Linked DNA regions of Capsicum annuum: region 1 is linked to region 2. A link is a contact called in public Hi-C data. All regions are on one chromosome and are shown on one strand. The core of a region is the stretch at or near the end of the contact, and the rest is flanking DNA. Distances in the headings are between cores, read along the strand shown.

Region 1 (7,241 bases), core at 1,373-3,872, 160 kb after region 2:
GCAAGCTACCCAGAGAAGCCTAGAGTTATAGTTGGAGTAGTTACAACAAGCAATAAATACTAAGCCACAAGTGGTTTTCCAGGAGATACAGAAAATCCAAAACAAGTCATGCCAATCACTTTGTGGAGTTGTAAAGAGCTTCATGGAGAACCTCCAAAGGTAACTGAGGAGATAGATGCAGATTTGACTCCCCCACAAAATTCTGAAAAAGTTGTTGAAAAATCAAGGAAGTCTGAGTACTCGAAAACTAAAGTAGCTGAACCAGAGAAGAAGCAGATGCCGCCACTTCCCTTCCCTTAGAGGCAAATAAAAGCGAAGGAGGTTGCTTGTTTCAAGAAGTTCTTTGATACGTTCAGAGAGCTTCACATTAACTTACCTTTGTTAGATGTTTTACAGGGTATGCCCAAGTACGCTAAGTACTTGGGAGATGTGGTTGCTAATAAGGTTAAATTGCAGGATGTGGAAGCAATAACACTCACTGAGGAGTGTAGTTTTGTGGTTACTCAAAAGATGCCGAAAAATCTTAAGGACCCAGGTAAGTTTACTATCCCCATTCATATTGGCAACAGCGAGTGGTGCATGCACTTAGTGATTTAAGGGCAAGTATCAACTTGATGCCCCTTTATTTATTCAATACATTGGGTTTGGGGAAACTTAGACCAAGCTCTGTACTACTGCAGTTGGCAAACAGGACCATAGCCCGTCCCGAAGGAGTGATAGAGGATATGCTCATAAAGGTTGGTAAATTTATTATTCCTGATGACTTTATTATGCAAGATTTTCAAGCAGACGAACAGGTACCAATTATCTTGAGGCATCCATTTTTAGCGACAGGTAGAGCTTTAATTGATATGAGAAAGGGTACGCTTAAAATGAGGTTGGAGGATGAAGAGGCAGTTTTCAAAGTTTACAAATCGCTTAACACACTATCCCACTATAAATACTTATGCATGATTATTGTTATTAAAGGGGATAAGTGTGGGGTAGTTAGGCTGCCAAAGACCTCTTCGGACACCCTCATTGAGCTACCTAAGCCACTACCACCACTGATTGACATAATGCAAATTGATGAGCCTAAAAAGGTTAAAGTTGAAAAACTGGTTTCCCTTAAGAATTCACACCCAAGAGGGGTGAAAAGAAGGAGAAAATGCCCTCCAAGTGTGAGGAAAATAGCCTTGTTTTTACCTTCTATTTGACCTACCCTTTGTGCATTTTCCTAGTGATCCCTGTTGAGCCTTTAAATTTTTCTTTGGAAGACTCATATGTAGCATAATCCCTTCTTTGATTGACCTTAATTTGATCCAACAGCTCCTAAGAGCTTTAATGAAAAATTAAGTGAGTAAGGAGTTTGAAAAATAAAAGAAAAAAAGTGAATTAAATGTCCCAAGATTATAGTTATTGGTGTTGATAATTGATGTGCAGTGGATGGGTATGGTAGACATTATGCTAGAAATATTACCATGTTTGTGAAAAAAAAAATTGATTCATGCGGTAATAAACAATACTTCCACCATGTGTTTGTGAAAATGCTTATAGGGCAAAATAAAAGATATGGGTGGATGGAAAAAGTGTAATTTGGTTGTTGAAGATTGGTTTTAAATGTATAATGTAGTGTATTAAAGCACTTAGAAAGGTTAATCACTATTCCCAAAAAGTTCCTACCCGTCCCTCAGCCTATCCTACAAAGGAGGTCTCCACTGTATTAAATCCATGTACCACTTTCAGTAGACTAATAAAGTCCCTATAGGATATTAACTTGGCAATGTAGTACTTGAGATGCTGAAATGATAATGTGAACTGTGCACACTATTGGATCCTAGCAAATTCAGATCTTACTTCTCATCATGCTGGTAACATGTTGGTAATTGTTGATATAGCCCCACCTATTAAATATAGTTGTAGCCACCTTGTCTGCTCTATGCGGCTCGACTCTTGTTTCTACTGATCTAACAAACTCTATTTGTTTAGATCTAGCATAATTTTTGAGATCTTTTGTTTATAGATCTTAATTATTCCTTTAATATATGGATTTTGATGACGCTCCCTTATCAGGAGGAATACTCATACCACTAGTCCAATTTTATTTTCCACCTTGACTACACTTAGCAGGTGCTGATCTCAGCCGTGGAAAGTTATTCAAATTAAATTTTGGGCTATTTACTTCCCTGACCTAAGGACTTTGAGGTGAACCAGATCTCTTTTTATTGTTGCTTAACACTTTTTGATCAGAGCTACTTCTTTGCTGGCTCTTCTGCACTTCACTGGAATCACCCTTTTCCTGATCACTTTCTGTTTTTATTGGTTTAGCTTGTGGTATTGCAGTAACTTTCCCTTTATAATGCCACTCTTGGACTACTCTCTTATAAGGCAATCTCACCTTTCCAGGATCCTTTATATTTGGTAAAACAACTATGACCAATCACTTTACCTATAGAGCACAACTTAGGTCTCCAATCATACACAACTGGTTGCTTAAAATTACTACCATTTGGCTCCACCACTACCACTTCACTTTCTAAATCCTAAGTCACATTGACCTTAATAAGCATTCTAGTAAACGAGATTCAGGTCTGCTTAACTGTGCACTCATCTGCATATACAGGTACACCAGTGACGCTATTTATCCTGCTTCAAAGAGTCCCTACCCAACAAAACATGGGAAGCTTTGGAAATTTAACCCACAGTAGGATTTCTGTAGGATATTCAGTATTGAAATTAGAATTTCTTGACCAGGGCTTCAGATAATAGGCTTGCTATTATATAGAAGGTGTAGAATAGAGTACCTCCTTGATGTCCTCCTTAGAATCAAAACTTATAACATAGTACCCTTATCCATTGTAGTACAATTTTGGGCTAGTAACATTTGCCCAATATTTCCCAATATATCTGAAAAAGCATTATGCCCTAGTGTCCCCCCCTTCAAAATAAGCTATGAGAGAACAATGCCACTTAGCAACCTTTCTATCCACCTCTTTTTTTTCAAGTTTTACCACTGCCTGACCTTCCACTAGATAAGAGATGATTATATTAGTGACATACCATGGGTATCTGCTCTATTATTAGTGAATAGACTTGTCCAAGGAGCTACAGCCCTTTCCTCTTGCTCATTGGTTGATTTTAGAGAATCAGTTTTAGGATTTACTATTCTATTATTTACTGTAGCTCCAAATCTCGACCCTGATAGTACTGTTTCATTAGCTGGTACCACTAGACCAGGGTTTACTAAACTTGATCCACATTTCATTAGAGGGGAGGTGGTTAACATGAATCGTTTAAAAACTCCACTTTGCCTTAAAATCCCTTTTTCGTCTTGCATCTCTGTCTTGTCACTTGTTCCATCGAGTGTATCCATAGGAGTTTGATTGCTCATATCTCTAGATTGTACTCGATCTCACACTGAGCTCCCAATAGTCGTAATCAAAATTGTTCTAGGTCATCCTCACCCTCGTCCTCTTCTACGACCTCTTTCGCGTGCTCTAGCCATGGCAAACACCACAAGTGTACGTTAGGCTGACATGCGCCGAGAGTCATCTAATTTATTTATTTTACTAGTATTAAAGTTATGTCATAGGCTCCTGTAGTGGATGAATAGAAGTTGGCTGATGCTACCAACTGAGAGGATCATAGTGCATGGGTGATCAAGAGTTCTAAGGGTAAATAAAAGCCAGCTCATACTTTCAAGATGGTGTACACTAAATTTGTCCATGTAGTTTGGATATAGAGGAACATGAGAACATTTGAGAACAAGAGTAGAATTTGGTAGCAACTAGCAAAGGACACAACCTACACATGTTGTGTTAAAGCTCCACCTGCAATTAGTACTAGACTATAGAAAAATGCCCTTTTAGGTAGTAGTATTCTTTTTGCTTCCTATATGGTTTTTGTGTTTTTATTCTAGGATAGCAGAATTGTGGTGGGACTATTATGGATTTGTAATTTTTTCACTTGGTAATTAATGAAAAAGCTAGTTTCCAAAATTGCAAGTTGATAGCAAAGAACATGTGACCACCAATCATAGATGCATCTCATTTCATAGTAAATGGTCCACATGGACAAGCCCATATAAACCTTGTTATACATTTTAAAAATTTAGGGATACAACTCCAACCTAAGCCGATATACTTAATCATGAGAACAAGTAACATAAGAGAATTCGTGAAGAATCTTTTATTTCTTCAATGTATAATCACATGAATTCTCAATTATTTTCTTGCATTACAATTGGTCAACTGCTCATGCCAACTTACGTATTTTTTTTGTAAATATTTAGTTTACTATGAGATGCAATTTCATCACTATGTTCATATTTATATCAACAAACAAGAGGAAAACGGATAGCCTTTCACGTAAATATTTATAACCCATTTTGATTGTAGTAATATAAACATGTAAAATCTTTCCATAATTTATTACCATCATAGAAAAGAACAGTTTATAAAATTTCAACCCAATTCATATAGAACTTTCCAATTATATATAATTCCTTTTATTTAAGGAAAGATAAATTTTAATTAAAAAAAATCTGAATCGGTAAGTTAGACAAGTAAATGTGCAATGGCATATATAGCATACTAATTGATGTCATATATAATAGTGACTAAGGGGTAAGGTCTATGTCAGCACGGTCCCAACATGGAGATTGTGTTGAGTATATACGCACAGTTATTAGTTGCAATACATAAATATACAAAATACACCATTTACTTGATGGAATTCGTCAAGGATCTATGCTTTACAAGATAATTATGTAATAAATAACAAATGTGATGTATTCTCAGGTTGATATATGTAACCATAAGACCGAGACCTATTGCATAAGATAGAGAAATATTAGTGTTTTTTACTGAATTTCTAGAGAAATAAAAGAACAAATAAACAGAGGAGCGAAAAATCGTAGTCTGGTGAAATCTTTCCTCTTTTGTTTCAGTTGCATTAGAACATGACTGGTAAAGTTTGTTATAACCATCTCTCACTTATTGTTCCCACATTACATTATCAAAAAGTGTATATTATCACTAAGGTGTAGACATATCAAACAGATTCAGTGACAGGAAACTCCTAATTTTGTATTGCAGAAGAAATACTTCATTTATCACAATTTATGTAACACTGATAGATCCATTAATATTTTAGAAGATTTCACAAAGTCTTAATTGGACCTCTCATTAGAAATCATGGAGAATAGAGAATGACATATCAACCCAACTTCCTCAGTAATATTCCTACTTAACTGATTGTTTGCAACTAATAACTGCAAAATCCAAAAGTCTAACTAAACCTACATCATTTAGTTCAATTGAAATGACATGGACATCGCCGTAATCGACACCGTACCAATTTTGGGAGCAACCATTTGGTTCCAATGACTTGATCCTATGAAGAAAGGACTTTCCGAGAAGGGTCTTTCAATACTCCCTTCTTAAGCTCCAAAAGAGCATCCAAATCCAAGTTTCCCGTAGCTAACTCAACTAAAAATAGCAGCACCAAACAAATGGCAGACTCTATCTCCTACTAGTTTCCCTTCAATGATAAACCAGTACGACAGCATGATAAGACTTACATATAATGCTGAACTAAAAAAGAGAAATACAACATTTTGTCAAGCTAAGAAGTCAGAATGGGCCAATAAAGTAGACAAACCCCACCAAGTAGAAAAAACTGGGGATTGCACAATCATTTCAAGAATCCCACAAAATAAAATTCGCAAAATCTTCAACACAATTGCAATCTCCACTAAACCATTATGTAAGTGAAATAAGAGAGCATATAAACCTATGATAAAAGAATAAGCAACAACAATATCAACCAGAAAAATTATTGAAGTCCAATAACACCACCAATAATGTCCCAAAATGCAAATTTCCACCATTAAATTCACTCACCAAATAACCAAAACATCAAAATCAAAAATAGTAGACCCTACATTTCCCTATACCATATGCAAGTCATAGGGGTTTTAGTTGGTCAAACCAACTTTAACAAAATAATAACAAGACCCCAACAACAACACCACATACCCACAGAAATCCCACAAGTGAGGTCTGGGGAGGTTAGAGTATACATAGACCTTACGACTACCTAGTGGAGCTAGAAAATCTATTTTTAAAAGACCATCAGCTCAAGTGAAATAATTTCAAGTACAAAGGGAAATAACAAGACCATTAGTATTTCCAAAGAATCTGAGGAATATAGCTGAAAACTAAAAGAGATCCTATGTTAAATAGCCATAAGGTACCAAAGTAAACTCCAAATCAGTACCAATATAAACAAAACTACATGGAAATACTTAAACAGACACAATCCATAAAACAGATAAAAAGAACGTACGAAAATTGCACGTAAAAGCATCTCCATGATTGGAGCTACCGCAAGAACTAAAAAATAGGGATACAATCTTATAAATATGTAGCCATAAATAAACAAGAAAAATTTGAATAAAATACCTAAGGAGACTATAAATCCATGATTGAAGCTTTCTAACATACAACAATCTCCCAACGCACATAATAGCCTTAAAACGGCAAGAAAATCAAAAAAAATACCAAATATAACTAAGCAGAGTCTCTACTATTTAGTAAGATAAACAATATAAACATCTAAATGACACAATTCTTTCACAAAAAAATATTTAGTGGCCCATTTGTTTCTACAAGGTCAAAAATCATAGTACCCCTTTTCTTCATCTTGAGATTTGTCATGGGTGTGTTAAGGATTTCCTTCTACAAAATCATTAGATCAATTTCAAATCTCAATTATTTAAAACAATCAGAGAAAAAACCCCTAAAAATTAACATAAAAGGTTAGCTTTTTTTTTTTTTTTCTAATTCAAAATCATGGTAAAACCCCAACATATGTAGCTTCAATTTTGAAAACCTACAAGAAACTGATAACGAAATCAAGAGACATCTAAAGAGAGCATACATGCATTAGACAGTAAGAATATTTTGAATTTCTATTTTCACCGTTTGACCAAAAAATTGGATAAATACACCTCGGAAAGAAGGAACCATAGCATCGAATTGAGTCTTCTTCTTTCATATTTTTTCAGTATTCTTGTTTCATTAAAATTAAAAAAAATCCCAAAAAATATTAACCCAGAAAACATTACCAACTATACATAAAACTTAGTCCCTAGCTCAATTCATTTTTTAGATAATCTATTGCCAAACCTATTTAATTAATTTGCCGTCAACCCTTACCTCTTAGCCCTCTCCAACCTCAGTTTCTCTTCAAAACAAAAT
Region 2 (6,895 bases), core at 1,805-4,304:
ATGAATGTGCCATCTTGTATGAACATGAAATTTGTGTAGTTTTTGTGTTGGTGCATTGATTCACAGCATGAACAACATTTCCTATTCAAGTAGTCGTAATTGATCAATTACCTGGGAACTACCACATACCCATAAATATAAATGTACCATGACATATTAGTGAAGTTGGTCTTTACAAGATTTTGGACTTTAGCGTGAATCCCAAAACAATAGTATTTCATTATGTAACTTTTGCAGCAAAGTGATCTAGTGTGTAAGTGAACTATTTGCTTATCTAACATTCCAAGTCACTTTATGAAATGAATTATTAATGCTTACGTATTTAGGATACTGTAAACATGGTTGATTTTTAATAAAAAAGTCAATGTGAACTCTATTTTTGCTGGGATACTACTATCTCGTATTAAATGTTGATTGCATATGGAGGAACCATCTCAAAGGGGAATAGTTAGCTTCTGTAGTTTCTTCTATCCGTCTCACGTTTTGGAGAGGAATTTACATACAAGTTAATGACTAATGTAGATGGATTCATTTACATTTGTATGCTGTGGATATCAAATCATCAGTGTTTAAACGATAGTTACTTAAAATATTTATCATGCAGTTTAACAACCACCAAAGCCTTTGGTCTTAGGAATAGAAGAGGTCGAGGCAGTACCAAGTAAAGCATAATATCAAGTAAAAAATATAAATACTAAACCATAGTGCGATATTATGGTAAACCAAAAGAGAATAACAACATTATGCCTTCTTGTAATTTGTACGGGAAAATAATTTGAATATTATTATTTTTATATGGAGCATGGAGTTTGGTCCCGTGCATAGTACGAGCATAACTATCTAGTTACTACTGTATAGAAAGATGAATTAGGATTATCAAGGGTAATGCGGTAAATTCACACTAGCAAATATCCTATGTCTGTGACTCTAGAATCATCATCTTCCTCATATTCATTCTGCACAAACAACAAATATGCTATTTTACTTTTCTCCATAGATCAACAATGGAGAAACTCTCTAATAAGTACATTAGAAGTACTCTCTCACAAGTAAGGATCTTTGTATAGTTATTTGGTAAGTTTCATTTTTGATGTTTTCTCTTTTCTCCGCCGTCTCTTCAATTGTTCTTTGTAAACACAGGTCGTTGTGGTGGATGTTGCTGTGTGTTTTGGTATTATTAAGGAGTTGAGATATGTTTACGCTTCATCTTAGTCCTAATTTTCTGATTGTTTCTTTTTTAGATTTGGTGGGTACATAATGAATGATTTTGTAATTTCTTTTTGGATATGCACTTGCTGATCTTCTAATGATTTTTCGATGGGATAGTTTCGTCGTAGTTATCATAATATCGCACTATGGTGTAGTATTTATATTTTTTCATGACCCTTCGCCTTCTATGTGTTTGACAAAATTCCTACAAGCTCTTATATGTAGGTTTCCGAACTTCCTTACTGAAAATGTATGTTGTTTGACCTTGAAGGATGTGTTGTTCGTGGACAGTAGTGACCCCTGGAATCCCCACCTTTCGATACTGGGGAAAGTGAAAAAAATGCTTCATGAGATTCATAGAGTTCTGAAAACTGAGGGCATAATTATCTCTATCACGTTTGGCCAGGTAGTAAGAGCAACTTTAGGTTTATTTTTTATTTGTAAATAGTAAGAACAGCATGATGTAACCAAAAACTTATCTCTTTTAATTCATACCTTTTCTCACAGCCTGGTTCTTCCTAATTCTGTTGCTATATGCTTCTAAATTGCATTTTGCTTTTATTGACCATCCACATTTCAGCAGGTGTCATTCTTTAATCATCCTGAGCTTACCTGGTCTGTTGAGTGGAATGCTTTTGGAGAAACATTTCACTATTTTCTCTACATCTTGAAAAAGGTTAATCACAGGTCCAGAAAAGTTGTCTCACTCTACATGATGTTTGCCTATATTCATTTTTCTCCAGACCCATCAAACCTAAAGAAAATATGGATTTAAAATGGTTTCACATCAAGTTAGATACTGAATGCAAGTACTGAAATTTAACTGTTAACTTGAAGGTGTTAGAGCTATAGCTATTTTGTCATCCTTTATCTCACCAATAAAAAAAATTTGATGATTACCTCTTTATGTAATTTTTGTTTGCTAACCGTAACCCTCCCAAGACCCACTTGTGAAATTTGTGGGATTACACTAGGTATGTCATTGTTTACTATCTCTGTAGCAAAAACAATTATAAATTACATGTCTTGTTTGCCTTGAAGTGTCAAGTTACTATGTGTCCTCCCTGTGAAATTCTTCTGCTTTATAACTATTACTTTTTTGAGACTTCGTAGTTCATATGTATGTTTTTGAGTTTACGTACCTTATTAAGAAGAAAAATATATATGTTCTTGTGAAGCTCTGTTTCTCTTTTATGGATGTTTTAAATCCTCATCTTTGGGTTAAACCAAGTGAATAGTTTCTTTTGTGCTTTTCAAATTCTAGCAACAACTATTACAACAATTATGCCTCAATCAACGACTACTATATTTTTCAAGTTATAGATGAAGTTAAAAAAAAATAAGAACTTCTACTGTTGATTTGCAATTGTAGTGTTAATCTGGCCTGGATTTGTTTTAATTATGATCATAATTTGGTAATTCCTTTGTGATTGGGGCTTTGGAGGTAACCTTCCAGCGACATGTCAGATTTCTTGCTACTAAAGTCTGAAAGAATATATTTTCTATTCTGCTGGGTCCAAAACTGAACGAAAATCATTTGTCTGTGTGTTGCTATCTTGAATATCTCCTCATTTGTCTGTGTGTTGCTATCTTGAATATCTCCTCAAAGTTATAGTAACTGTTCTTTTCATTATCTTAATGTATAACCATTTCATCCACAAAAATTTTAGCCATAGGTGTCCAGCTAATGCTATTGTGTAACTTATGTAGCTTAGAGTACTCGTAAGAAAAGAGCTATTCGGTATTTTAGAGCTTTATCCTTTATGGGTACACAACTTCTTAGCAACACAATGAATTGGATAAATAAAGCTTATTTGGATGAGAATCACATATCATCCTAAAATATTCAGTTTATTGCCAATGTATGTATCCTCTACTCTATTCTATTTTGTATGAAATCCGTTCTAAATGGTAATTTCTACACTTCAGAATCAATCCAGTGATGCTAACTGATAGTGTGAATCTCATGTGCTTGAACAAAGGACATGCTTGATAGTGTTGAGCTTTTTTTTTTTTTTTTTCTAAAGATGGTAAAATCTGCTTCATTTTGCTTTAAATTAAACAACAACAAAAAACCCATTATATTCCCACATAGTGAGGTCTGGGGGTAAGATGTACGCAGTCCATACCACTACCTTCGGAGAAGTAGAAAGGCTGTTTTCGATAGACCCCCGGCTCAAGACACAGAATAATACACAAATCCTTAATAAAGCATGGAACAAGATGACAGTACATACCCACGCCACCCACAAGGAATAATAATCAAAGAGCAGTAAACAAACTCGTAATAAAGCATGCAACAAGGTGTCATAACAAGAATAATACCCTACCAAGTAATGCCCTACCCCAGCAACCCAAAAAGGCACTAGCCTTCTATCCTAATCCGTGCCCTCCAGATCTTCCTATCTAGGGTCATGTCCTCTGTGAGTTGTAACTGCTTCATGTACCGCCTGATAACCTTTCTCCAGTATTTCTTCGGCCTACCCCTACCCCGCCTGAAACCATCCAAAGCAAGCTTCTCGCACCTCGAATTGGGGCATTTGTGGCCCTTCTCTTTACATGTTCGAACCATCTCAAACGGGCTTCTCGCATCTTGTTCTCCACCGAAGCCACTCAAACCTTTTCTCGAATAGTCTCATTTCGAACTCTGTCACCCTTAGTAAGCCCACACATCCGCATTTCCGCCACCTTCAATTTTTGAATGTGAGAGTTCTTGACTGGCCAACATTCCGCTACATACAACATGGCCGGACGGACTGCCACCATATAGAATTTGCCTTTAAGCTTAGGCGGTACCTTTCTATCAAACAACACCCCCGAGGCGAGCTTCCACTTCATCCATCTCGCCCCAATCCGGTGGGAGACATCCTTGTCAATCTCTTCATTCCCCTGAATCATGGATCCAAGATACTTGAAACTATCCCTCTTACACACTGCATGGAAATCCAACTTTACTACCACCTCGTCTTCCTGCCTCAAGTCATTAAACTTGCATTCCAAATATTCTGTCTTGCTCCTGCTCAACCTGAACCCTTTAGACTCAAAGGTCTATCTCCACACCTCTAATTTATCATTCACCCCCCCTCGTCAATCAAAACTACATCATCTGCAAAAAGCATGCACCAAGGCATCTCTCCTTGAATACGTCGCGTCAACACATCCATCACCAAAGCAAACAAGAACGGGCTAAGGGTAGATCCTTGGTGCAACCCTGTAACGATAGGGAAATGCTTTGAGGCCTGTAACGACAGGGAAATGCTTTGAGTCTCCTCCCGTCGTCCTCACCTGAGTCTTGGCTCCATCATACATGTCCTTGATTACTCTGATATACGCCATGGGAACCTTGCTCACCTCCAAGCATCTCCAAAGAACCTCCATAGGGACTTTGTCGTACGCCTTCTCTAAGTCAATAAACATCATGTCCCGATCTTTCTTCCTTTCCCTATACTACTCCACCAGTCTCCGCACTAGGTGAATCACCTCCATCGTTGAGCGCCCGGGTATAAATCCAAACTGGTTCTCCGAGATAGACACTATCCTTCTCAATCTCAACTCGACCACTCTCTCCCAAATTTTCATAGTGTGGCTCAATAACTCAATACCCCTATAATTATTGCAGCTTTAAATGTCACCCTTGTTCTTATAAAGAGGGATCATTGTACTTCATCTCCAAGCTTCGGGCATTTTTCCCGACTTAAAAATGTCGTTAAACAAGTCAGTCAACCACCTAAAGCCCGCTTCGTCAGAAAACTTCCAAAAGTCCACAGGAATCTCATTAGGCCACGTCGCCCTACCCCTACGCATCCTGCGAACAACTTCTTTAACCTCTTCTACCTTAAAACGTCTACAATAACTGAAATCACGACAGTCCTCTGAGTGCTCCAGCTCCCCTAACACAATATCTCTATCCCCTTCATCATTTAATAACCTATTAAAGTACGACTACCATCTCTTCTTAATGTGGTCATCCTCCACCAACACTCTACCATCCTCCCCCTTAATACACTTCACCTGGTTGAGGTCACGACCCTTCCTCTCCCTAGCCTTTGCAAGCCTAAACAATCTCTTTTCCTCTCTTTTCTCTTCTAACCCCGCATACAATCTCTCGAACGCTGTCGTCTTAGCCGCCATAACTGCCAACTTAGCTTCTTTCCTAGCTATCTTGTATTCCTCCCTATTAGCCAGCTTCTCATCTTCATCCTTACTCTCACCCAACTTAGCATACGTCTCCTTCTTAGTCTCCACTTTCTTCTTAACTTCTTCATTCCACTACCAATCCCCCCGACAATGACCGGCCCGGCCCCTGGACATACCCAACACCTCATTAGTAGTCTCCTTGATGCACCTAGCCACTGTATCCCACATACCATCCACGTCCCCCTTACACTCCCACCCCACATACCTTTCACCTTCTCCACTATCTCCCGCGCATTCACCGGTGTTAAACTGCCCCACTTAATTCTAGGTCTACCCTCCTCACCCCTTCTCTTCTTGTCTTTCTTAATACATAAGTCCATCACCAAGAGCCTATGCTGGGTCGAAAGATTCTCACTCGAGATGACTTTACAGTCCTTACACAACACCCTATCCCCTTTCCTAAGCATCAAAAAGTCAATTTGGGTCTTGGCCATTGTGCTTCGAAAGGTGATCAGATGATCGTGCTTCTTCGGAAAGGTCGAATTCACCACTACCAACCCAAAGGACCTCGCAAAGTCCAACAGAGCAGCTCCCTCTTCATTTCTCTTCCCAAAACCAAAACCACCATGCACATCGCTAAAGCCTCCCGGTAATGCCCCGATGTGCCTATTGAAATCCCTTGCTACAACAATCTTCTCAGAACTAGGCACTCCTCTCGCCACCTCATCCAAAGCCTCCCAAAACCGCGTCTTCTCATCCCTATCCAAGCGCACTTGAGGCGCGTAAACACTACACACGTTCAGGGTAGACCCCCCAATGACTAACTTAATAGTCATCAACCTATCTCTGATCCTCTTAACCTCCACTACCTGCCCTCTAAGCTCCTCATCTACTAAGATGCCAACTCTATTCCTTCGCCTCACGCTACCAGAGTACCAAAGCTTGTAACCGTCTACATCCCTAGCTTTAGAACCTACCCACTTAGTCTCTTGCACACACGCAATATTGATCTTCCTCTTTTTAAAAATCTTCACCAGCTCAATAGACTTACCCTGAAGAGTACCTATATTCCAAGACCCAACCCGCAGCCTATCCACTCTAGCACCACGTCTTCCTCTACCTCCCCTAACGCCAGACCTAGCCCCCACTTCCACACTCACCCTTTCCTCCTCCCCACCCCTAGCATAGCCCCCTGCCCCAACCCCCTCAAACATGACCCTATCTACCATCAATGTCCACAACCACAGGTCCAGGAAAATTCCCACAATAACAATAATAAAGTAACAGCGGGAGATAAAAGGCACATGTACAGTATATGAAATAATCAAGAAAAGGTCAAAACAGGTATAGACAATACAAACAATATCCACCACTAAGCAAAGAAGCCAGTCACAACTATGCTCACTAGCAGCAAGTAACGAACGTAGAAAAACGAGACAGGGAACAAAATAGTATAAAACAGTCAAACTATATGAAGTGCCAAAATATGGAGTAACGAAATAATCAAAGTTTAGATGTCACCGGTATGCCTGCGTGCTGCTAGTCTGTC

What was found. A called contact is a pair of places that touch in the nucleus more often than the background predicts.
Region 1: a Hi-C map of leaf shows a contact between it and region 2, with 2.2 times the contacts expected there. The contact joins two enhancer-like sites. A contact is called at or near these places in 3 of 5 Hi-C or Micro-C datasets (bud, leaf and placenta).

What each region holds. Positions count from the first base shown.
Region 1 is chr9:154,427,834-154,435,074 of UCD10Xv1.1, forward strand. It overlaps LOC107856882 (a long non-coding RNA gene), which reads right to left. Exons shown (of 2, transcript XR_007045085.1): 2 at 4,895-5,520. Among protein-coding and RNA genes, the nearest start is that of LOC107856882, 4.2 kb to the right of the region's middle. Within about 2 kb of position 2,623, at least 4 of the 5 cell types and tissues checked have an H3K27ac peak or open chromatin away from gene starts, as enhancers often do. A contact at or near this core is called in leaf, where this site is marked.
Region 2 is chr9:154,271,932-154,278,826 of UCD10Xv1.1, forward strand. LOC107853524 (nicotianamine aminotransferase 1) reads left to right here. Exons shown (of 13, transcript XM_047396316.1): 12 at 1,481-1,615; 13 at 1,793-2,281. The coding sequence ends at 1,503. Among protein-coding and RNA genes, the nearest start is that of LOC107853524, 12 kb to the left of the region's middle. Within about 2 kb of position 3,055, at least 1 of the 5 cell types and tissues checked has an H3K27ac peak or open chromatin away from gene starts, as enhancers often do. A contact at or near this core is called in leaf, where this site is marked.